Regions from separate parts of the Mus musculus genome. Here regions 2, 3, 4 and 5 are each linked to region 1. The links are chromatin contacts, called in public Hi-C and HiChIP or PLAC-seq maps. All regions are on one chromosome and are shown on one strand. Each heading gives the region's core, a stretch centred on a gene start, on an enhancer-like site or on the middle of the called end of the contact. The rest is flanking DNA. Distances are from core to core; before and after follow the strand shown. Region 1 overlaps Map3k1 (mitogen-activated protein kinase kinase kinase 1). Region 2 overlaps Il31ra (interleukin 31 receptor A). Region 3 overlaps Il6st (interleukin 6 signal transducer). Region 4 has its middle 16 kb from the start of Gm33905. Region 5 overlaps Ankrd55 (ankyrin repeat domain 55).

Region 1 (4,876 bases), core at 1,128-3,627:
ATATCCTGAGACAACACGATCAAGTCTGCGTGTTCCTGGAACAAGATCACTATGACGAAGCTCTTGGTGTATACTTCATAACTAGAGTGGAAAGGACCTGCTACGAACATTTTGACCTTCACTTTATAATAGTGAGTTACCAGAATGAAGATAATCTTTAAGCGAGGGACTTCAGGGAACTAATTACACAAAGTCTAGTAGTTAAAAGCACCATTCTCTGCAAGACCGCTAATTGCAAAGTGCACCCATCCCCACTGGTGTGCGTGCACAAATATGCGTGCGCGCGCAGGCTTCAAAGCCTGGCTCCCGGGGACGGCTAAGCACCTGTATTCTGGGAGAAGGACCCATTTTTTAGAATTCTAGGCTAACTTCAGTAGCTATTTTTGGAAAGCCCGGTAAGGCTAGAGAATAATGATTTTTGTACGCTGACAGGAAGGGGAAACGCTCGTAGAAACACCAGAAACGATGACCTTGAACTCACTCCTGAAGGCTAACTTCGAACTTGTCAGGGAATTTTCCAGTTAATCACAACTCAGAAGCAGCAGCTTGAGTGAAACAAACAAACAGAAACAAAACAAAACAAAAACAAAACAAAAGAAACCCAAGGTACACAGGAGCGGCGAGGGTGTGCTCACCAGACACCAATGAAACACCGAGACTGTGGCCCAAGCAGCACACAGCAAGGACACAGTCGGAAACGACTAGGTGCCCGTGGGAAGAAAAGGACACTCTACATCTGACCTGACACTCTACATCTGACCTGAATCCTGCAAAAGACAGGGCAGGCTACAAAGCAGACATCCTGCTACTCAAAAAAAAAAAAAGGTTCCTAAGCAAGAGGGAACGCCGGGTGGAAAGGCTGCTTAAATGACGGTTCATTTACTTAGCAGGATTTGTTTCCATTGCTGATTCCGTACTGTGATGTTGTTACCATGACGATGGTGATGACAGAGTAAAAGAGGATGTAAGAAAGTCAGACAGGAGGTAAAGGGAGAAGACAGGAGAAAGTGGGTACCTATTTCCTCCTGAAGGAAGCTTCCTTAAAACTCTAAGCAAGGCATGCTTATCAAGGCTCTGGAAGGAAACCAACGGAGGACCCTCGGGCAACCCCTCAGCCATGAAGAGTCACAAGGTTCCAGGCTGCAGTAACAACTGCTGGGGAGACGGGGCGCGCAGGTCTGGCAGGGTCTCTGGAGCTGGCTTATTCTCACTGCCACCCCAGTCTCCCAGGCTCACCCTCCTGCCTTTTCTCCAGCCCCAGGACACAAGGCTCTGGGGTGTCCTGGACAGGCTATGTCCCACCTGACTTCTCACTGAATTCACTTCTACACAGCCACTCAGAGACTGCGTCAGTTCACCCTTTCCCAGCTCAGCTCTTTCTCCTTCAAAGTGATCACTGCAACTTACAAACATGTCTCCTCCTCCCTCCAACTGCAAACTCTACTGGAGACAACTGTCTCCTCCTGGAGCCTTGATAAGTGAGGGTCCCTTGCTGGGCGTTTTCAGGGAGCCTCCTTCAGGCTGGGAGCAGCTCAGAGGAGATAGGTGCTCACACTCCTGCTTCTCTCCCGTCTCCTCACGCGGAGGCACACGCTTCATCGATCCACTGTGCATCAGAGCACAGGCAGTACCGAGTGACCGTTGCCTCAGATGAAACGAGTTATCTTTTACTAACAGCTTCAGCAGTCCTAAGGGCTTCCCTACCACTTCTAGCCCTGAATGACTTCCATGTTAGTATTTTTATCACTCTGCACTTGTGATTACGTCTGGAACTCTGATGTTATTTATTGAGAGAATTCATCATTCCTAAATCAATCTATAAACATAAACAAAGAGTTTTAGCCTTCTCATAAGTATTTTGTATAGTTAATTCTAAAATGCACATTTTTTACACTCTGTCATCTGAAATCTGAATGGCTCTGAGCAATGACATGTAAATTTTTAGGTGACCGTTTTTTCCTTCATAGATTGTAAAATGGTATAATTTGCAAACGCTGAGATCTCAGAAAAACAAAACAAAACATGCAGTACATCCCATTTTTCATGCCACAAAAAAACCAAAACAAACACCCCCCCCCCCCCCCCCACACACACACTGCTTCCGTTGTCCTTGAAGTGGAAAGCAGGAACCAAATCTTCCTCCCGTGCTTACACTGTGGTTTATTCATAGCCTCGCCTGTGCTCCATCCACAGACAGCAGGCTCCTAGCTTGTCGTCCATCCACGGACAGACAGACAGCAGGGTCTCCAGTGGTCAGGCATTTGTGTGTGCACATGTACACAGCAACGACTTGCCAGCCAAGGAACACTACAGCTACAGTAGAATGCGAGCTTCCTTTTTTAACCAAAGCTACTATAGTCAGGAAGCCTTGAAGCTACTAGGAACTTCTGATGGCTGGTTAACCACACTGTGTGGGGTGGGGGGTAGTGTACCATGGCTGTTATTACCTAGAAACATACGGGCTTTTAGCTAAAATAGTTTATACATGTCTGACCTTTTAAGTTAGCTGATTCTAGTAAAGCCAAAATACTTCTGGGGAGAACTACTGGAAGACTTAGAGCAAGAACAAGGCTGCAGTGACATGAGTTTGAAAGGCAAACACTAGCCGACAGGACTGTTCCTGTTGATCCGGGTGCATGGAGCCCAGGCCATTTTATGCTGGATCTAGAACTTTAAAACCCCTCAGCCTGATGTTAGGTTTCCCTAGCTTTTTCTACACGTATGGAGTACGGCTGTGAAACTCTAGGTGCTTCAAGAGTCCCCTTCTGTCTTGGAAGAGGTCGTTTTTATATTATTTATTATGATTATATTAATGTCTGGGTCTAAGCAGCTTACTATGGGTTCATCAGTTCCATAAGCCAGGCCCCTTTCCTGGAGTGCCTTACACGCCAGGCACGCCCCGTTCTTACAGCACTAAGAACACTGACAATTTATACATGTCTTTGCAGATAGTCTGCACACACACACACACACACACACACACACACACGCAATCTGCAAAGTTTCCTATCCTCACGTCTTTAATACAAAATTCCCTACAGTATTCTGTAGTCACTAGCTATTCTATCCTAGCAGGCTACATATCCATTGCAACGCGATCTAAATTCCTGGTTTCCTCACAGCACTGGGAGATCTTACAGGACGGACTGCATTTTCAGCACTTTCCTATGGGAGGAGCCAAGTGTGCTGGGACTGATATACTGTATCAGAGGTGTGTATGTGTGTAGGGGTGGGGGGCAGTCCCCAGGGGCTTTCTCCCTGTTGAGTTCATAGTTGGCTGGTCCAAGAGTGTGCCTTGGTTCAAAGACACTCTATACCGAGATGGTATTGGACATCTTGCAGTTTGAAAGTAGGATGCTTGAAAAGTGTCACTGCATAAAGAGTGGGATCAGAGTAACAAAGAAAAAACTAAGTAAAACAAAACTGTAGGCGCAGATAGAATAAAGAAGTCAGGACTCCGGGAGGACTTAGCTACCGAGGGAGGAACAATAAAAGTAGGCAGGAGGGTTGCACTGGGTCCCTCTGCAGCTACTAGACAATTAGTGCTAGCCTAATACTGCCCCAAGTGACAGGCTGTAACTCCCAAGGGCCACAGGCATGTCTCAGTGAGGGAAGCATTTTCACGATTCTTTAACCAGCTAAGCCAAGATCTCAATGGTATTTATTAAGAGGGTTTTTTCATTATTCCTAAATTAATCTACAAATATAAACCACCTAGTCTGGAATGAAACACCCTAATACACTCTAGTCTCTGGGAAAATCCCAAAAACGGGCTCAGATTTCAGCTTTGCACAACGAAGTCACATAGACATGGCGCTCAATGACGCTCAGAACCCTACCATTTTTTAAAAAGTTGATAGGCTACGTAGTAGTACAAAGGGTTAACTGTGTCCTAGAGGATGGCTCAGCAGGCAACCTGATTTTATAAACCAGGCTTGGGGCACAACTGCACCTGGGAGGCTGAAGCAGGAGGATTGCAAGCTTCACGCCCAGCCTGGGCTATATTAATAATATCTCTCTCTCTCTCCCTCTCTCTCTCTCTGTCTCTGTCTCTCTCTCTCTTAGTGGCATCCATTTTACTACCAGAATTTGAGAAGTACACAAATTCTACTTGTGATTAGGGTGCTCCTGTGTGGCAGGAGCAGCTACTACTAGTGTCCCAACACAATCTTACTGCTTAGCACAGGTCATTCATTAGCACAGATAGGAACTACTTTAATAGTGTAGACTCTGGGTGGCTGTACTAAGGAGACTCTTCATGCCTGTGGTGTCCAGAAGAGAAATTGTGGGAAAGACCCGGGTTCCGTGAGACACAGACTGCTCCCAGACGGGTCTAAGAGCTTACTCTAGCAGGAAATCACACACCAAGGAGCAAGGAGAACAAGGGAACAGCCTAGGACCCTCGGAAAGGGCCAAGAGAGAGCCAGGGAAGTATGCAGTGAGTGGTGGATATGTGAGGACGCCTCACTCAGTACAGGGCGCCGCACGAGCTGTGTTCCTATGATAAAATAAAACCAAACCAAACCTGCTTAGCCGCGACGTCAGTTATTTCTACCGGTGACAAAAAAGAAATGAGTACTGACAGGTCTACTAAACTAGAGGGGAACGTGTGCAGATAGAGACACAAAAACAAAACAAAATCCAAAAATCTGCATTTCAGTATTGGGACAGCTGTGTTTTAGCTAAGTGGACTGTTGCTGGCGACAGCCGGCCTCCTGAGCAGGAAGGTGAAGGGCAGCCCTTCCACCTCTGCCCACTGCAGCGCTCAAGTCTACACAGGCTGTTGGTATATGTAACGGCTAGCACTTCCAAAGCAAGGTCACAGGAGATTTTTTTTTTTTTTCTGAGACAGGGTTTCTCTGTGTAGCCCTGGCTG
Region 2 (4,876 bases), core at 1,282-3,781, 750 kb after region 1:
CAAACACACCTTTGTGACAAAGAGAACAAAAGACCAGTTGTCAGTAAAGTTCTTTTGACAAGAATCAAATATTAACTTTTTCTTTTTAGTTTTTCTTTTTCTTTAGCAACATTTCTCTTTAATTTCCTATTTAAATTTAATTTATTTCTATTGAAACCACTGGGGTTTTGGCTCCCTATCTAGCTGTCTTTTCCCTATATAACATGATAGATATTGATATATTTTCTTTTGTGTTATTATATTTTACAGAATAATGGGTTTCATTGACATCTCCAAGTATTACATATTATGTACTGATAGCTGTTGTGTTTGTCAGGGTTAGCTTCCAACTTCATCCATTTAGTCAGTAATTACTAGCATAACTATTAGCCTCCCCCCCCCATTATTCTGAGAAATAAAACAAACAAATAAGAAAAAAAATCAGATCCTCACTCACATGCTTCGTATATCCTGGGGTAGAAAAACTCACACGATAAACTTTGACAGGTAAGCTTTGACTTGTCAATTTGCCTGGACTAAGAGATACCTACAGAATGGCAAATACATGCATGCTATTGTGTCTGTGAGGGTGAGTCCAAAGAACTGACATGGGAGAACACTTAGGGGAGGGTCCACCCTAAACACAGGCAATACCATCTGATAGGCTGGCAATACCACTACCAGATGGGCTAAAAGTCGAAAAAGAGGAAGACGGTCAGTGCACCCAAGTTCTCTTCTCCCTGAGCACGAACACTGATTGCTGTGGTCATTATCCACAGATTTCCAACTTCAGCTTAGCCAGCCTTTGGACACAACTCTGAAGAGAGCTTCCAGGCATCCATCTTTAGACGGGGACTGCGGCCTTAACTCCTACTCTTGTTCTAAAGATTCAGACTTCTCAGACCGAGTGGCTACCGGGGTCCCTGCATGGTGAATGCCACTGCTGAAGAACCTAGCTTCCAATCACTTAAACCACATCACTTCTGTTCTCCTAGAGGACCCTAAGTAATAGAATAATGTTAAAAATACTTCAGATAAAATAGATGATCAAATAGAGTACTTAGGGCAAAGTGAAGGGAGGCTAGCCTCTTAATCTTCTATTTATTTATTTATTTATTTATTTATTTATGTATCACTTATTTAATTTTCCAGATAGGGTCTCATTGTGTGTAGGCTGATCTAGCCTTATATTTTAGACCTTCCTGTTTCAGCCTCCTGGGTGCGGAGACCGGCGTGCATCACCTTGCCTGGCTAGATCTAATCTAGAGTCTGCCCTGGATTTTGCAGAAAAGCAAAGGGAGATGCAAAGCTTTGAAGAGGGAGAGAAACCGAGTCAGAAAGTGATGGGAAATGAGGTAAGGGGAGGGTAGCTTGTATTTTGTTTAAAATATGAAGCTGTAACTGGTGAGTTCAGAAAATCTAGAACTTTAAACTGTGGCTGCTGTGCCTGAGTCGGTTCTAGAGGTCTGGGAGATGGTCATAAGACCACTGGCTGCTCTTGCAGAAGTCTAGCTCTCTCCACCCACACAGCTGCTCACGACTGCCTGCAACTCAACTCCAGTTGCAAGCGATGCGAGACTTTGTTCTAACCAGTGCAGGCATGTGGTGTACATAAGCTTACTCAGACACACACATATACACATTAATAATAATAATAATAATAATAATAATAAATAGTCGTTCATAAAAAGGAGAATGGGTTGTGGAGGACCCAGGAGGGAAGTAGAGTAGTCTGTCCTCAAATCTACGGAACAAGGAGAGAACTTTTAAGGGTCCAGCACGGGATTGTGCCTTCAATTTGATCCTGAGAGAAATTTTCATGAGCTGACACAACTTGTACCCAGTCTTCTGAAGCTGTAACATGATTTTTATTTTTTTTAAAAAAAAGTTATTTTAGAAGTTGTATCAAAAAGAATACCAAGAAGGCATTGTTAGGCTGCAGGACAGAACGTGTTATCTTGCTCATGGTTCTCAGAGCCACGGTCTACTTTAGTCTTCAGGAACATAAATAACAAGGGGCTTCTGAGATACATCAAGATGACTTTTTTGGTTTATAGTAGTTATTGCAAAACTTGTCAATGCTGCTTGAATTTTGATTGATTGACTGATTGATTGATTGATTGATTGATTGAGACAGGGTTTCTCCATGTAGCCCTGGCTGTCCTGGAACTCACTTTGTAGACCAGACTGGCTTTCCTCTTCTTTTCCCTCTGTCTATTACATGCCCTCAGCTTTCCTACTCAATTATTAAACTATTATATTTCACATTATATGTGATATCTAACAAATTTGTCTTGCTTTTCATGTTTTCAACGTAAAAGCTGATAAGTTGAATACACATAACAAACAAACAAAACGAAACAAAAGCCCCACCGCAGATGGTAACATTAAGTCCCTTGTCAGTGACCTCTGATCAACCAGTTGTTCCTTCCCAGGTTCTATTGCACAACTCCTGACATTTAGGAACTGGGCAGTGTGAGCTCAGGCAACAGCCTTTGACGTGGCTGAGGCTGAAGTGGATGTTGCTTGCTTCATCTTAAGATTATTTGTGGCTGCTTACCAGCAAGGATCAAAATGGCCTGTTGGTCTAACTCAGCCCTCCCTTTGCCAGCTCCTCAGTAACTCCTGGGAGGTGAGTGAGCCAGAGAGAGCAGGAGAAGCCATGCTCTGCTGCCCTCTGCTGGCTCTCCTTGCTCCTGTCAAATATTTCCAACCCGAAGTAAACTCCAGAATGAGGCCTGAAGCCAGTACTCACTGATTGACAATGTCTTGAAGTTTATTCTCACCCCGTTGGTACCTCCAGCTCTGGTGCTGGCCATGACCCAAACAGTATAAGAGGTCCTTCGTGTCAGAGACTCCAGGTCACACTGCAGGGCATGAGAGTTAACAGTCTTGGCTGAAAGGAAAAATAGAAACCGATCTAGTATAGCAAGCCAAACTGAAAATGTGTGTTCGCATTGACCCAGGGTGCCCTGACCTGCAATTCTAACTTCTCAACTTCCACTTAAAACAAGTCTACCAAGATGCATCAATGACCTAAACATAAGAGCTAAAAGTATAAAACCCTTCAAAAGCCCAAATAACTAATCCACAACTTTGAATTTATGGAGGGTTCTTATAAAATATGATACTCAAAGCACAAGCAACTACCCCAAACAATATTAAACTGAACTTCATTAAAGACAATCTAATGTTAAAATGGGTGATGAAGTTCTTTCTCTGAAGAAGATATGCAAGTGGCCAATAACTACAACAGACGAGTGCTTGATATCATTAGTGACTAGGGGAAAAAGTTTTCTAAATGAGATACCCCTGGGAAAACTCAGGCTGTAAGGTTAACCTATTTTATTTTGCAGTGAACGTAAAACCTCGTGCATGCTAGAAACATGCTCGGGCTCTGAGCTGCCTCCCCAGCCTTGTTACTTCTGTGAAATAATCTGAATAATAATCTATAGGCAGAGTCCGGTAGTTACCAGAGGCCATGGGAGGAGGGGCCCGGGAACAATTGATTAAAAGAACACAGAGCTTCCACATGGAGGGGGAGAAAAGAGCGGTGGTGGTTACACAATTTGGTAAATGTTCTTAAGATCACTGAACTATACACCTTCAAATATTTAGTACCAAGTTTTACATTACGTGTACTATAATGTAATAAAAATCAAATTTAGCCTAAACGGAAATCCAAGCCTAGCCCAGAGCTTAGGATGTCAGAAGATACTGTGGACTCAAAAAGAAAGCTCTGGGCAATGGGAGGTAGAACTTACACTTAAAGAGCTCTGCACTAAGACAAGTACCATCAAACAAGGGCTGTCCCTGCATACAAATCTACTCTTTAAGATGGGCAAATCCCACCCAAAACAATGGTCAGAAAAGTCTGAGGGGACCCACCCATTCTGTGACTGAGCAGGAGAGGTCCTATCAACTCCTCCCAGTCCTCCTCAGGACTTCTTTACACGTTTGTAACTCCTGAGGTAGTGCCCTCGATTCTATTTTCAGAGAAGCACAGAGAAGCTAAGTGTTTGGATGACTATGCCGGTCACAGCCCTGGAGCCACCTCTGTGTCAGGTCTATTCACATCATCTCGGGGATGGGGGGAGCGGAGGGGTGGACTGAGCTTGCTCAGCCTGGCCATGTGCCCACTTACAGAGTTCTTTTCCACCTTCAGCTTGGTAAAATACAGTGTAATTGTTGATAAATCCATTCCTAGCACTCTTAGGAATCTCCTTCCATGTGATCGTGGCTGTCCTCAGACCGATGTTCTCCACCCTGGTCTCAGGACCTTTTAATGGAGCTTCAGAGGTCAGGGAGATTAAAAAAAAAAAATTACCAAGGCTGAATCACATCCCGGAAGATCAACCGCTGCCCTAGAGCTGCTACCATTGTTTCAGGCAAAACCCACAATGCTGGGGTTGGGATAAGGAAGTTGAACCGGGGGACTGAGGAGTGAACTTGTTTGTAGAGATTGGGTTCCCCCCCCCCCCAAAGTCAGGCATCTTATATAAGATGACAAGGAATTTCAAATCCCCAAGAAAATGTACTTTCCTGTAGGTCCCCAATTCCAATTAGCACCCAGTTTTCATTCCTGTCTATAAAGTATAGCTTCCCTGGCCTACCTTTATACAGTAGGAGACGCTTTCCAGTGTTGAATCTAGAAGATGCTCATTTCCCAAAAGATAAAGTCTGAGTGGTGTACCTTGCCTATTGCCTCGCAAAAGACACCTGAGAGGAGGCGAGATAGCCCAGCAGGGAAGGCACTTGCCGTGAAAGCATAAGGTCAAGTAAAAAGCTGGCCATGGTGGCCTCTGTGACAATATCAGAGCTGAAGGGGTGGAGACAGGCAGATCTCTGGGAATTGCTGGCCAGCCAATGGGCAGCTCCACCAATGGGCAAGCCCCCA
Region 3 (4,876 bases), core at 1,048-3,547, 730 kb after region 1:
TCCTGACTGTCTGGGACTGTGGATGTGTGCTGTCACACACCCAACCAGGTCTTTTTAATATCTGCCATTTATGAGGTAGAGTTTTTACACGACTTAGGACTATCTTAAACCTATTCCTTCTAGTTGCTTTATTAAGGAATAGCCTAGGCATCCAGTGTTTAGCACTAAAGCCATTAATGTATTTGTGCCTAACTTCCCAGTGTGACATGGAGGTGGGGGCTAAAGGTAGACACTGGGCAGACAGGAATTGGCTGAGCGCCGTTAGAGGCTGATCACTAAGTGTGCTCACAGGAAAAGGGTTGAAGTTTCAGAGCATGGGCACCCAGATCATTTATAGCGGTTACCACACAGTGCCTAGGAGGAGTTGATATGCACTTAGTTGGATGCAGTTTCACCTTTTACTCTCAGAAGGTTGTTTATATTCTACTTGCTGATGTGTTATCATTTATATTTTTATACTGGGTAGTCCTTTTCTGTGTTCTTTCACATGTATAATCCTCGTGAGACTGTACATGCTTTGCTCTGGTATATTCAGTTGCCTCCTTGGCAAAACCAGCCTGGAATTGCCAAAATGCCGGAAGTGAAGGGAGATGGTGAAAGTCGGGCACAGGAAGGCCAGGTCAGGGGCAGAGAGACCAGAATTCACACTACAAGGCTGGCACCATTGCCATTCAAGTTGGACGTCAAAGCCTGATCCCAGTTAGGACTGAGTTTTCTATGTATATATCTGCCAGGAAGTTAACACTTGCTGAATTTCTCATCTTCTCACAGTAAGCAGTCTAGTTATGGGACTCTATCCATGTTCAGCTGTGACTTCCCTCATATCAGACAGTGGTGCTGTGAACGTTGCAGTGTGAAGTCTGTACTGGCTAGGGATGGTAGCCCAGCGTGAGTTCAGGCATGAACATAGAGGCCACTGAAGGAAGAGCCTCCTGGAAGCAAGTTGGCACGTTAAATCCCAGACAGAAAGTGTCCCAGGGAGCCAGGGCCTCCGCCAGCAGGGAGGGGGTGTGCTCACTGCAGGAACGTTCATTTAGAAGATGTACCATGGAGCACCTCCCTTTGCTCTAAGAGAAAACCCATCTTAAAGTTCATCTTGAATACAGACTTCGCTCGAGCATGTTTTAGAATAATCTGGATGCTGTACCTTGTACCTTAGGTAGCAGAGAAAGTAATCTGGCGTCTTTCTGTAAAACCGTCTAATAAAGCTAGTTCTGCCCGTGGGCTCGTATTCTTTCGTGTGTAAAAATGTAGTGTAAGGCGCACCAGAGAGCAGCCTGGCTTGTGGCCAGGGCTAGTCCACTGCTTCCCATGCAGTTGCCTCTCGAGGACTCAAAGAAAAAGGAAGGTTTAATGCTGAGTCGCCGTTACAAAACCTAGCGTTCCCATCTTTTCCTCACTCAAACATAAAATCTCAGTCCTTTGAAAAGCATGAGTCACTACTCGGGGGCACAGAGAAGCAGAAGTAGGAAAAGTGCAGCCCCTGCCCCCCTCGTTCTCCCGCCTTCAGATCATTCCATCTCTGCACAGTTCTGCTGTGGTCATCAGCTCGGCCAGGATGGACGGTTTCGGGGGGGTTTTGTTTGTTTGTTTTTGCTTGTTTGGGTTTGTTTTGTTTTGTTTTTCTGTTTGTGGTATTTTGGTTTTTTAAGACAGGATTTTTCCGTGTTGCCTTGGCTGTCCTGGATCCGCCTGCCTGCTGTGCCACCACTGTCTGGTGAGACTGTAGTTCTTATTGTGAACTTAAAGGGTTAAAGAGGTAGAAGGATTTACTGGACTGTAGTTTTTGATTTTTTTTTTCCTCAACCCTAATTGTAATAATGGTTCTTAAATGCTTTAGCCTCCCTTGTAGCCCACCACCCACCAGAGGTAGTGGAAAAGAAAGGATGTGGGGGAAGTGGACCTGTTTAAAAAATGGTTCTTTGGAGCAACTCCTGTGTGCACTGTCAGAAAATCAGCTGTTCAGTTGACAGGTCAGCAGTGGCAGCTCCATCCACTCGCAAACATGTCAAGGCTACACCAGCAGTCCAGGTCGGTAGTAGTGTCAGGATAGCAGCAGCAGTGGCATAACTAGCAGGAATGGCCAGGCCTCGGCCTCAGCACAAGTCAAGCAGGAAGAACTCGAAGTTCTCAGCTGTGCCTCTCAGTGAAACGAAGATATGTAAGGCCATCACCATCCGTTGAGTCCTGTATATACTCCCTCCAAATATCAAGTGTCCTCGGGCCTGGGCTCACCTCGGGTCTTGTGTGTGAGTCTGTATCAGCTGACATCACTCTGCCAATCAGCCCGCGTCTGCGGAAGCTGCAAGCCACCAGAACCACATCAGAAGTTTTTAGTGTTTCTCTCTATGGAGGCCCAACAGATGGAGTTCAACAACACTTGAGGCATGTAGTGAACAAAGAACCCATCACCTGCCCGTTCACATGCATTAGCAAAGCATCCTTTCACCCGTGTCCACTTCAGCGAAACGTTCCTTCTCGTGTCTGCTTTAGCAAAACATCCAACACAGCTGACTTTCCAAAGAACACTTACGTTTCCACTTCATGGGACACTATCAAAGCTGTTAAAAGTAGGACTGCTAATTAGACATCACATACTATTTTTAAAGCTGTCTCTTTTTTTCTACTCACATAATTAGTAAATTATGGCATAAATTTAGACCTAGTAATCATAGGATGCCTCATTGTTATAGACATATATTAACCAAGTAGAACAAGCCAGTAGACTTTAGCCTATTACGTTCATTCTTCTGTTTCATGTCCCTGAGTTTCTTTTAAAAGCAAGTTTTTAACACAACTTCTGTCTAGTAAAGTTTTTAATGAGATAAGTAGAATCAATAAGCTGCAAAAAAAAAAGTAAATAAAAAGTAAAGGTCAATTATTAAAAATAACCTCTTGGGCTAGCTTTCGGCTATAGGTACTGCTGGTAGGTTACTTTGCCCAGGTAAGATTGCATTTTTCAAATGTGCCTTTCGATGAGTTAGAACACAGCCATCAAATGGCAAACGGTATAAGTAGTTCATAGACAAAAGTTTGTTTTCCTGTCACATGCAGATTAGCATATGCTCACTCAGTTAACGAGGAAAAGGTGATGGCAGGCTCCAGATGTTACTCGGTCTAACTCTTAGGGCTTTTTGCCACCTGTAAGCTCCCACAAACTGGTCAGTTTTGGTTTTGTTGTTGTTGTTGTTGTTGTTGTTGTTGTTTTCCTTTTACTTAACCAGTTGTCAATGCTGGTGAGGGAGGGTTGGGATGGAAATGTACCAGGCTGGTTGGGTAGGAATTCTTAGTCCTGTGATTGCTCGCTTAGTCTGGTTGCTGCAGACTGCAAGTGCTGCTACGTAAGCAGGACAATGTGACGTGCCAGAAAGAAAGGGATGTTGGAGGGGTTGGAAGCTCTGTAGCCTTAATGCTTGTGTGTGATAGACTTTAAAGCAAATGCACTTTGCTAGCCTGGCGCGGCAGTAGGCATTAGGCATGGCTTCTTACACCTTTGCTCTTAGCTGTACTCCACGTGCGCACAGTTCTCTCTCCTTTCCTGCCACCACCACCACCACCACCACCACCACCACCACCACCCGTGCAGTTTCACATGGAAGCTTGTACCTGTGTTACCTCTGTAGTAAGTTGCATGTGCGAAGTATAACCAAAGCGATCATGTTTATGTTGACCCTGCCATAAATGTCTTACTATATCATCTCTAACCCTTTAAATAAATCTGAGAAAGAAGCTGCTGTCTTTTCTGTCTGCGGTCACCACCGTCTTGAGTGTCGTCATGTATGGCGTTTCAGCATTTATCAGTACTGGTGTTGGTTAGCATGGGTCTTAGTATAGATGATATTTTATGAGGGTTTTATGACTTGTTAAATGCTCTTTTAGCATAATGGACTAGGAGCTAGAATAAACTGGTACACAGTGTTGGCCTCAATAACAGAAGACATGACAGTAGCCGACAGTTTGCATACTTACTACATAAATTCTGGAATCCCAGCATCTTCATCCCAGTCCATGGTCCCTTGTGCTCAGGGACCAAATATAGAGGTACTGCGCCACCTTGTGGCTTGTCAGTGCCTGTGCTGCTGTATGTCCATGTTTGCCTCGCCATAAAGCTAAGTTGGCTAGTTAGGTAAGGAAAGGTCGTGGCTACTAAAGTCTAATCTAAACATGGTGGATCACACCTACAACCTAGTCAAGGAGTGAATCTCACCCCTTCAAATCTATAGTGAGCTTTATACAAAACCCTCTCTTTGGAATATTTGGTTAAGTCCCACACTACTACAAGCCCAGCTTGCCTTCTGATGTAGTCTCCCAGCTGATTGACTGCACTGTGTACATGGATAAAAGTCCTTCCTGTTCAAAAGGATTATCATCCTGCTTCCCTAGAGGGAAATGGTTCTCTTACTGAGGATTGTTCAGCCTCCTACTGCTTGCTTTTTCTTAAAGGAATATATAAAGATTCTCCCACAAACTGCATACGTGTTCTCCCATACAAAGGGCTCAGTGTGGGTGTTTGGGTAGGGTTGTCACCACAGGAGAGTGGAAGATGTTCTGAGTTCTCCATTTTATTGACTCTGAGAAGGACATTCCAGCATTTGAGAGATAAGTAGACCAAGGGAGATGAGGGACCATTTGGGAATGTTTCTTTGCTCTGGGTGAAGTCTGAAGGGGGCTGAGAGCAACAGAAAAATGGAACAGAGACATCAGGCAAAACTGACCAATCAGACCAAGACTCCTGAGAAAGAAAGGCAACCAGCCTAGGGGAGCGGGGGAAGGAGAAGGGGGGTCGGGGACAAGCGAGTTGTGAGACTGGATTCATCTAGACAGCTTTCACCACTGAACCTGTCTCTGGGTCCAGCAAACCCAGCCTCCTCCCTAG
Region 4 (4,876 bases), core at 1,067-3,566, 650 kb after region 1:
CTTTTGTCAAGGTGACATAAATGACTCACCAGATGCTATAAATAGAATTCAGCTTGAACCTCTGTCCACAGTCACACTGATATTCCCACAAAGAGATGCTACTAACAGCAGAGAGCAGCCCGCTAGCCACTGTGACAGCTAACGTGGGCTGGAGATGAGGGGAACCACAGCTTTGTGGAGTACAAGCATGAGCCCTGATCTGTCACGCTTGCTGTCCTGGGTTTCGTGGTGTCCTTCACAGCCTCTGAAACAGTTCTATTGTTCTCATTAAAGATCATCGTCCATGTGTCCTCTCTGTTGGTAAATCCAAGAGTAGCACAGCCTTGAACCAACAATTTATCTTTATCTCTTCTCTCCTTCGCAGCAAGCAGCACAGGCTATTGTAAAGTATGGCGGCACACCGTGGAAGGGCTCAGTCCTTACCTGCTGGAGAATGAACAGATGCGTTGATGTACAGATTAACTATGTTTTCACACAATACTCTGAAGTGTATTGAAGAAATTTTCTAACATAATATGCATTTATCTGTCCCGCTATTCAAAAAACAAAAACAAAAAAAAGTCTCAAAAAAATCTAATCATGGCAGCAAATTTACAGTTCCTTGGAAGAATGAGATGGAAAAATAGTGACCATGAGGCCACCATGGGCTCCATAGCGGGGTCCTAGAACAACAGCAACAACAAAAGAATCTATCGTTTCCTCACCCCCTGACCCCATTTGCTCCTCAATCTCGCAGCAAGAAGAGGATAAAATGTTGCCGGGACTCAGCAAGATGAAAAGCACATGAAGAATCCACTTTCACACTGCTGAGGACCAGTTTCACCCAGCTCTGAAGAAAGGGCAGGAGACAGAAGTAAGACTGAGCAAAGAGACCTGCGGAGACAGGTCAAGAGAGACTGTTCTCCAGGGAAGACAGACAGAAGAGTCCCCACCCCCACCCCCCACCCCTGGGGTGGACCCTGCTGAAGCAACCAGAGCCTGGGAGGAAGCAAAGAGAGAGAAAGAGAGATGAGAAACTGTCTTCAGGCAGGCAGCGTTCCTGTAAGTTTGTGTTGCTGTCACTCCTCCCCAGGCCAAATGCTTGGCACAGGCACCTGGGTTGTCCTCAGCCTGAGAAAGCAGAGGAAGACGACGGGAGGGTGAAGTGCACACGGTGGGCAGTCATTTCCTCCCATCGCTCATGGTCAGATGCCATCTAAGCAGACTGTGGGGACTCCCTTGGTCTTTCTCTTCCCAGACACTGTAAGAGCCACGCTTCCTTTGAGGCCACCCTCCACCTCTGCTTTAAGTACAATGCTGTCTGCCTTTCTCTTCGTGAGATCTAGTTGGTAAACAACAAAGATGAAGGCCAGCAAGTAGAAAAGGCATCTAATCTCAAGCTGCAATACTGAAATGAATCTGTCTGCGGAGGTTCCATTCCAGGAAGCAAAGAAAGAAGAGAGAGAGAGAGACAGAGAGAGACAGAGAGAGAAATCCCCTGAAGTCCTTGCCCAGGGTCCCCTGAATCTAGTAATAAGCGAAAGTGTGTCATCTTCGGGTTCTAGGGATAAGCTTTGCTTGAATGGTGCAAAGCTGGGACTGTTATCTGATCTTTCGAAGGAGCCCGTTGTCATCACATCACAGTGGCTCAGAAAACCCAGAGGGACAGAGCTGAATTTTGAGTCCAACACCCAGCTGTCACCTCCTTTTTTTTTTTTTTTTTTTTTTGGTTTATCTCCTTCCTCCCAAGGCAGCTAGAAACACAAATCCCAGAAGGTGATCGTAGATGAGGTTTGACAGATGGCTAAAAATGCAAGTGAGGGGTCCATCCTAGATGGTGGTGGTACAGGCCTCTAATCCCAGCCTTCGGGAGGCAGAGGCAGGCGGATTTCTGAGTTCGAGGTCAGCCTGGTCTACAGAGTGAGTTCCAGGTCAGGGAAGGTTATACAGAGAAACCCTGTCTCAAAAAACCAAAAAAAAAAAACCAAAAAAAAAAAAAAAAAAAAAAAAAAAAAAAAAAAAAGAAGCTAACTAGAGATCTAGAGATGCATGCTAATAGTAAAGCTCCAGCTGTGCACCAATACACACACACACACACACACACACACGTGCACGCACACACACGCACACACACGCACACACACACGCACATACACACACACACGCGCACACACACACACACACACACACACACACGCACACGCGCACACACACACACACACTCAAAGCTCAAGTACTACAGCAAAGTCAAAAACAGGAAGTGATGTAAGAGAGCAGAGCCCGACCAAAGACTTGAGTGTTTTGGTGGAGGGTGGGCGTGTATGAGCTCCTGGGAGTATTTCATTCTCTCTCATGCCTCTGCGTCTCTGTGTGACTTGCTTCATCTTTAAAGATGCAGAGGGATCCCTGGCTAGGGTCTCACGTGCCATCGTTCTAAGTTCTTACCTCACAGCTCACTATCCTATCTCCTGTGACCATGTGGCTGGTTTCTCTCACCGCTGAAGGCCTGGCCATGTTCTGATGTAGCTAGGACTGTGACTATTGAGTATTCCCTAGTGTACCTTGTCCTGACGAGTGAGGTTTCATCCATTTAGACATTAAGGAAGCAGCTGTATCTTCGTGGCTAAAAGAAAAACGTGGGCTGGAGAGATAGCTCAGCAGTTTAGAGTCCTCGCTGTATAATTATGAAGGCCAGAGTTCGGATCCCAGTACCCACAGAACAAGCAGGGCATTGAGTACATATCTATAACCCAAGCACTAAGAAGGCTTGCTGAGGCTGGTTGGATTTCAGTATAGCTGAGAAATTGTGGGCCTCGGGTTTGAAGAGAGAGAGAGAGAGAGAGAGAGACCCTGCCTCAAAGGCACAGAGTGATCAAGGAAGATATCTTCTGGTCTCTGCAGCATGTGCAATTAATTATATGTGCATGCACACATACCCGCACGATAAATAAATCACTAAAAAGCTGGGCGTGGTGACGCACGCCTTTAACCCCAGCACTCGGGAAGCAGAGGCAGGCAGGCAGATTTCTGAGTTCGAGGCCAGTCTGGTCTTCAAAGTGAGTTCCAGAACAGCCAGGGCTACACAGAGAAACCCTGTCTGGAAAAACCAACCAAACAAACAAAAACAACAAAAAAAAATCACTAAAATAACAAAAGGATGGCTTTAACATGAGAATAAATAGCAAAACTCCCACAAGGATGCAAATTCACAGGCAGCTAATCCTAAGATTTTCAATTATTGTGTGACTCGGCAGTTAGACTTGTTACTCTTCACGGAAACCCATGTTGGATTCTCGACGCTCATCTGGCGGCTTACAACCATCTGTGGCTCCAGTTCGAGGGATCTAATATCTCCTTCTGCTCTGCTGGCACGAGGTATGCACAGAGTACAAATACATACGTGTCAGCAAAACACCCATACACACACACACACACACACACACACCCATATACACACACTCACACACACATACACACACACATACACACACATACACACACACACATACACACACTCACACACACCCATATACACACACTCACACACACTCACACACACACACATACACACACACACACCCATACACACACACTCACACACATACATACACACACACATACACACACACACACACACACCAATGATTGTAAAAGCGTCTCTTAACAAACTCTAGGGCTGCTGTTCTTAATAATCTTGTGACTTTGGCACTTTATTTAATGATGAATTGCACTTTATTTATTAATATTAATGAATAAGTACGAGAGGCATTTCCTTGACAGGCAAATGTGAGGGAAAACCCCCTCCCTGTTTCCCCAGCAATTTTTAATTTTAGGTCCATCTCTATCCATGATCAGAACATATTGAATGAAAAACATCTATTTTCAAATAAAATTAGTTAAGAAAAGGATAGTCCCATTTTTTTTTTGAAGGTACACTAGTCGTTGTGTGAAAACTTTGATAATTTAAAATAGTTCCAGTCTAGGTCATTTTGATTTTTTAAAAAAATTATATTAGATATCTCTTTTATGGAAAGAAAACAAGACTTTTACTTAGCCAGACTTTTTAGAGCACCCTGGATGACTTCCATTGTAAAAACGTGGCATTATGCAAAACATCTAGAAAGAGTGTACAGGTGTTACTAACAACATGCACTTCTCAGTCCAGGAGCTGTGGAGCCCTCAGCGCTCTCGCTAGAACGGAGATCAGATGCTGGGCCATCTCACCCAGGAGCAGTCACCCAGGGCCAGTTACAGTTTACCTGCCAACCACCAGAAAATCGTTAGCCTTTTTTTGTTTGTTTTTTTTGTAGGAAAAAAAACGTAGGTGAAAATTGGACCAAGACTCAAAGGCTGAAACAAGTCAGACATTTTGTAAGATGAAACCGACCCAGGTACAACCTCTAAGATTAGGGCTTCCAGGTCCCAGCAGCGCATGCAGGTATTGTGGATTCGTTCTTTAGGGTTTTTCTTTTGTTGTTGTTTTGTGGTTTGTTTTTAATTTTTTTTCAAGTTGAGAGAAAATGAATATGGCATAAAGCAGCCATTAACTGCTTGAAAGCATACCATTTCGTGCCATTTAGTACATTATGTTGCGTAACCCTCCCTGCTATTTCCAAGGAGTCCCATTACACAAAAGCACACTCTTTACCATTACGAAAGCACACTAGGGGATACTTTAAGACTGTGTATTCTAAGATGCCATATCCAAGAGACTGTGATTCTGCGGACCTGGAAATGTGTCTCCAAACTTCTTGGATAGCTCATTCCTAGGTATTTCTCCAAGCGAAAGGAAAATGTGTTCATATTATGAGCTATGGTGTAGCTTCATTCACAGTCATCTCAAACTGGGACTATCTAAATTGTCTTTTAGTTAGGTAATATTTGAATAAGCTGGTAT
Region 5 (4,876 bases), core at 1,782-4,281, 550 kb after region 1:
AAACCTCAGGCAAATGTCACCGGTCACATCTGTTCTTCTTCCATTAAAAAGGGCTAGTCATTTGCACACACTTCAATAGAATGAACCTCAGGAAAGACAATCCTGGGAGGGCAATCGCTCTGCCTCTGGTGATTCCGAGCCAGAAATGATGAACTCAGACTTCGATGACAAGTTCTCTCTGTCATCTACACCTCAAGTCAGTTAAGCAAAATTACATTCAAGATCAGTTGAGTCAGCTAGGTTCAACCATTGAAATAATTAGTTGAAACCCTGTTCAAGTGCATGTCCTTTTCCATAGACTTGGTTGGTTGGTTGGTTGGTTGTTTGGTTGGTTGGTTGGTTGTTTGGTTGGTTGGTTGGTTGGCTGGTTGGTTGGTTGGTTGGTTGGTTGGTTGGTTGGTTGGTTGGCTGGCTGGCTGGCTGGCTGGCTGGCTGGCTGGCTGGCTGGCTGGCTGGCTGGCTGTTTGGTTGGTTGGTTGGTTGGTTGGTTGGTTGGTTGGTTGGTTGGCTGGCTGGCTGGCTGGCTGGTTGGTTGGTTGGTTGGTTGGTTGGTTGGTTGGTTGGTTGGCTGGCTGGTTGGTTGGTTTTTGGCTTTTTTGAAGACAGCTTTTTTTTTTCTGTGTAGCTCGGGCTGTCCTAGAACTCACTCTATAGACCAGGCTGGCCTCCAACTCAGAGATAAACCTGATACACACACACACACACACACACACACACACGTGCTAGGATGAAAGGTATGCACCAGTGCCACCTAGCTCCATGGACATCGTAGACCGCAGTATCTCTAAACACTGTAGGATCTATCCTACATAGGTAGAACTTTGAAAGCAAAGAGTTGAGGCTTTTTCTTCTCTGGATACCTGATGACCCAGCCAACATCCTCTGATGAGTTTAATCCAGAACGATAAACCTCCGTCTATGTGCTAAAGATAGTTTCTTTTTGTAAAGGGATAGTTGATTCTGAATGGTTAAATCCTGCTTTACGATGCTGCTCAACTATTGAAATCCAAAAGCTGTCGTTAAGTATTTTGAAAGCAGTGTTTTGTGTTAGTCTTCTTCAAAATGGATTGGGTCAAACCCTTACCAACCTATAGACAGCAAATAAAGTAGCTGAGTTGCCTGCAGACACTCTGGGAAGCAGCTTATCCTAAAAGCTTCCTCCTGAGTGTAAAGTGATAAAAATGAGATACTTAGTGGTTATTTTACTGAGAAGTTTTATGGCAGAGTTGCATCTGCTTTAGGTGTTTGAAGCAGTAACTAACCAAGTCACAGAGTTGGGCTGCAGCCACCTGTTTGAGCATTCGCATCCACTTAGCATTGCTTTCTGAGGAAAGAGACCTTGTCTGGCTTTGTAGGCATCTTCCAACATTGCAACTGCACTGGAGAAGCCACGTCTCTTCCATTAAGGCATGTGAGCCGAGTTTCTTAAATGGACATGACTTTTAAAATAAAAGCACTCATTTATTTATTTTGTGTGTGTGTGTGTGTGTGTGTGTGTGTGTGTGTGTGTGTGTGTGTGTGTGTGTGTCTACAATGCACATGGCGAGCCAGAGGATAACTTTCAGAAGTTCTCTCCTTCATTCCTGTGAGTTCTCGGGGTCAACTTTAGGTCGTCTGACTTGGAAGGAAACATCTTTACCCATCGAGCCATCTCACCAGGCTGTACATAGGTATAACCTCAGACAGGCATAGCGAGTGCTTAGGTCTGACTTAAATTAACAGCAGATAATAGTGGTGATGAAGATGAAGATCATGGTGATGTGGAGGTTGATACTGTTACGAGCATGCTCTGAGCAAAATTCATAGAGCGTTCTCAATTCTGACCCATGTAATACACCACATACAAAGTCATACTTGTATCCTCACTTCACAGATGAGGGACTGTGACAAATACGGGAACAAACTGACACACATGAGGAAAACCTGCCCGATGAATCTGCTGTCCTCCTGAGAGCTGCCACTGTGGGCCTTGCAGAGTTTATTGTAATGATCATATTTTATCGGCAAGCCCTTGGCCTGTGTTGCCAGGCCTTATGAGAAACAACAGCCTTACACAATTTACTGGCTCACAATCAGATCATATTTTATTCATTACAGCATCTTCAAAAGTCCTATATAAGAAACCACAGGAAAAAAGTTTCGCTAAGGGCAGCTTGGCTCCGCTTCTCCAGAGAAATCAGATGGGATTTGTGTTATAGGAACGCTGTGGTGTGGTTTATGATCCACTGTCTCACTTTCTGTGCTTAGAAAGTTCAAACCTCAGTTTGAAACCTGCCTATGACACACACAGGTCTGTAGGTCATCTTTTCTTCCCATCGTCTGCCCCGGTTTTCTCTGACTAATTTCTTCACTCACCTTGTTTTTATTTATGTAACCAAATGTCACCTAAGATCCTTGTTAGGTTGAGGTCAAGAGTGGCGGGGAGTCAGGCTAAACTTGAATCTGGCCTCATCTGACCAACCCCTTTGTCTTGGACAAGTTCCTATGTCAAGGCAGATAAGTTTCTTTTCTAGAAAGTAAGGAGAGGCAGAATTAGAGGAAAATTTATTAGCCATAGTACTGATCACGGTACCTAATACATTGTGTTCAGAAAGCATTAAGGCTGAGTGTGTGTGATTGTAGACAGACATGAATATCAATCTCATGCTAGCGCTAAAGACTAGGATCCCTTATTGCCACCCCACCAGTTCCCACCTTGACACAGGTCTGCAGAGGGTACATGCAAACACACAGTTATTTGTGCACACAGCCCTGTAGCATCATGCAATACCTGTTCACTGCAAAGGATGCTGGGATAAGAACATCCACTCCCGGTTGTGTAAACTCAAGGAAACAGACTGCTTTGGGACTGCATAATTGAACTCAGGCTATTCAGTTCCACCAGAAACTCCCTTTGCAACTTGTGAGTGCAGATCCATCTGTATTTTCTTCATATTAGTAAGCAGTACGAACAGCCACCCTCCCAGAGACCTTGAGAAAAGCTGTTTACACTGGCTTAAAAATCTGCTGACCCTTACGTTTTCAAACAGCATGCTCCTCCCATGTGACACTCACTGGAGGCTATTAACAAGAAAGCCTCAGACTGAAGCTGCTTTTAAACAGTCCAGAGGGACGCTTATATTCTGCCTGTAGCCTACAGAGAGATTCAGGTTCTCTGATTGGCTTGCATTCACATCCTCAGCTAAGGGCCAGGGCAGTGGGGATTGGAGCAGACACAGGGATATCTGATTTATACATTAGCCCGACAAACACAGAGGAGCCGTGCCTGCTCTGAGCTCTCAGCTTCTCAACAAACCCAAGTTTTCTCCCTTTCAGTTCTCTTGAGCTTTTTCCCTTGTGCCCTTGACTGGGTAAAAGTGGGGACAGGATCCTTTGGACAAAGCCTCAAAGAGACAGAATTGTGTTTGTACAGCCCTGTAGGCGCTAGCACTGAAAGGCAAGAAACATTTTTCTCTGGAAGAATCCACCAGGCTCTGAAGGACTGCTTCATGGTCTCCATGGTAACTGGCAGATTTTTTTTTTCTTTTCTTTTTCATCCCTCTCTCCCCCACTGCCACACTGCCAGCAGTTCTGGATCTTTTCATCACTCTTGACTACAGCCAAAAGGTTTCCCTACCTTGGGATCCTATAAGTTACTAATGCTGTAGCCTGATGAGGATATTTCAGTATAGCACACTCTTGCATCCAGGTGGCATTAGGGACAGGAAGGGGAGGTGGCTGGTTTGGGGGAGCATCTCCATTCATTGCCATCACTGAGCTGCAGGGCTGGGAGCCTGCAGGGTCAAGAAACTGCTCCTATGATGTCTTTAGCTGATTCCTGCTGCCCCCTGAATCACCTGAGGGTGATCAGACAAGACCCAGAAAAGACAAGACTCGACAAGGTCTTTGTTTGCTTGTTTGTTTGTTTTTAAATAAACCAATATAGAAAAGTTAGGGGTGGGCACATGAGAGTGACTTCATCATAAGCATTAACTCACTTAAAATTATAGCGAATCTTGAGGAATTAGAAGGTATGTTCTTCATTGTACATATAGAGATGCAAACCAGAGAACCTGAATCTCTCTATAGGCTAAGGGCAGGATGCAGTGTACATATGAGGCTCCAAGAATGTTATAACTTGTCCAAGGCCCCTGGATTGTTGGTAGGAAGCATGGATTCTAATAGCAGTCCTCTATCTCTTGTTATTCAGTCATGGCCATAGGTGAGAGAAGACAGGTGCTGGGGATCCTTGTTTGCTGTCCTGATACCTGGTGTGTAGTGGCCCGGAGCTGCTGCTCTGAGATCGCAGGCAATTTGAACAGGTTCCAGTGGGGATGTCAGAAGAAATGTTTCTAGCCACCATAGCATCATGCTGGAACTCTAGGAGAACAAGGTTGAGGCCAGCAAGTGTCCCAGAGCTGAAGCCGATGGTGACCAAGTCAGATGACCTCCACACCACAGGACAGCAAGGGGTCAGCAGACTTCACAGAGAATATCTAATCTCTAGTTCAGGCTGAATCGCAGGAATGCTTTGTGGTGGCTTTAGCCAGCAGTGTGGTGAGTTTCAGGGAAGAGAGAAAGAGATGGCAACCTATAGTCCCTACGAGTTCAAAGCCAGACAGAAGTACATGGCAAGATGCTAAAAGCCAACCAACCAAGCAAACAAACAACAAACCCCCAAAACAAACAAACAAAAACAAACATTCTCCCAAAAAAGCAGAAAAAAATAACACCTTTTAATCTAAAGGGGACAAGGAATCCATGCCAGAGAGGGGGAGGGGGAAGAGAGGGAGGGGGAGGGAAATAGAGGGAGGGGAGGGGAAGAGAGGGAGGGAGAGGGAGGAGAGGGAGAGCTCTTCATCTGGATATTTGTGACCAACTTTGAAGACCAATGAGT

The links. Hi-C and Micro-C count contacts between places; a contact is called where the count stands out from the background. HiChIP or PLAC-seq counts read pairs in DNA pulled down with a chosen protein or histone mark.
Region 2: a Hi-C map of bone marrow-derived macrophages shows a contact between it and region 1, with 16 read pairs. The contact joins two enhancer-like sites. A contact is called at or near these places in 1 of 15 datasets of contacts at CTCF or cohesin (the NIH/3T3 cell line), 75 of 484 Hi-C or Micro-C datasets (the 3T3-L1 cell line, the AML12 cell line, B cells and 45 more), 4 of 115 datasets of contacts at active chromatin or transcription factors (embryonic stem cells, fibro-adipogenic progenitors and large pre-B cells) and 1 of 9 other capture datasets (embryonic stem cells).
Region 3: a Hi-C map of bone marrow-derived macrophages shows a contact between it and region 1, with 17 read pairs. The contact joins two enhancer-like sites. A contact is called at or near these places in 3 of 15 datasets of contacts at CTCF or cohesin (the NIH/3T3 cell line, hippocampal excitatory neurons and large pre-B cells), 56 of 484 Hi-C or Micro-C datasets (the AML12 cell line, B cells, the C2C12 cell line and 36 more), 3 of 115 datasets of contacts at active chromatin or transcription factors (astrocytes, differentiating embryonic stem cells and embryonic stem cells) and 1 of 9 other capture datasets (embryonic stem cells).
Region 4: a contact with region 1 is called in an H3K27ac HiChIP or PLAC-seq map of microglia, with 4 times the contacts expected there. The contact joins two enhancer-like sites. A contact is called at or near these places in 6 of 115 datasets of contacts at active chromatin or transcription factors (double positive thymocytes, embryonic stem cells, large pre-B cells and 3 more).
Region 5: an H3K27ac HiChIP or PLAC-seq map of microglia shows a contact between it and region 1, with 7 times the contacts expected there. The contact joins two enhancer-like sites. A contact is called at or near these places in 1 of 484 Hi-C or Micro-C datasets (Sertoli cells), 2 of 115 datasets of contacts at active chromatin or transcription factors (embryonic stem cells and microglia) and 1 of 9 other capture datasets (embryonic stem cells).

What each region holds. Positions count from the first base shown.
Region 1 is chr13:111,776,459-111,781,334 of GRCm38.p6, forward strand. The region is part of intron 1 of Map3k1 (mitogen-activated protein kinase kinase kinase 1); the gene reads right to left. Among named protein-coding and RNA genes, the nearest start is that of Map3k1, 30 kb to the right of the region's middle. Within about 2 kb of position 2,378, at least 97 of the 459 cell types and tissues checked have an H3K27ac peak or open chromatin away from gene starts, as enhancers often do. A contact at or near this core is called in CD8 T cells, DN3 thymocytes, bone marrow-derived macrophages and 5 more, where this site is marked.
Region 2 is chr13:112,527,545-112,532,420 of GRCm38.p6, forward strand. Il31ra (interleukin 31 receptor A) reads right to left here. Exons shown (of 17, transcript NM_139299.2): 13 at 4,124-4,270; 14 at 2,735-2,875; 15 at 1-9. Among named protein-coding and RNA genes, the nearest start is that of Il31ra, 51 kb to the right of the region's middle. Within about 2 kb of position 2,532, at least 33 of the 459 cell types and tissues checked have an H3K27ac peak or open chromatin away from gene starts, as enhancers often do. A contact at or near this core is called in bone marrow-derived macrophages and granulocyte-monocyte progenitors, where this site is marked.
Region 3 is chr13:112,505,619-112,510,494 of GRCm38.p6, forward strand. Il6st (interleukin 6 signal transducer) reads left to right here. Exons shown (of 17, transcript NM_010560.3): 17 at 1-1,242. Among named protein-coding and RNA genes, the nearest start is that of Il6st, 44 kb to the left of the region's middle. Within about 2 kb of position 2,298, at least 31 of the 459 cell types and tissues checked have an H3K27ac peak or open chromatin away from gene starts, as enhancers often do. A contact at or near this core is called in CD8 T cells, DN3 thymocytes, bone marrow-derived macrophages and 1 more, where this site is marked.
Region 4 is chr13:112,425,430-112,430,305 of GRCm38.p6, forward strand. No RefSeq gene overlaps it. Among named protein-coding and RNA genes, the nearest start is that of Gm33905, 16 kb to the left of the region's middle. Within about 2 kb of position 2,317, at least 78 of the 459 cell types and tissues checked have an H3K27ac peak or open chromatin away from gene starts, as enhancers often do. A contact at or near this core is called in memory CD8 T cells, microglia and thymic regulatory T cells, where this site is marked.
Region 5 is chr13:112,328,365-112,333,240 of GRCm38.p6, forward strand. All of the region lies in intron 4 of Ankrd55 (ankyrin repeat domain 55), which reads left to right. Among named protein-coding and RNA genes, the nearest start is that of Gm41065, 25 kb to the right of the region's middle. Within about 2 kb of position 3,032, at least 117 of the 459 cell types and tissues checked have an H3K27ac peak or open chromatin away from gene starts, as enhancers often do. A contact at or near this core is called in microglia, where this site is marked.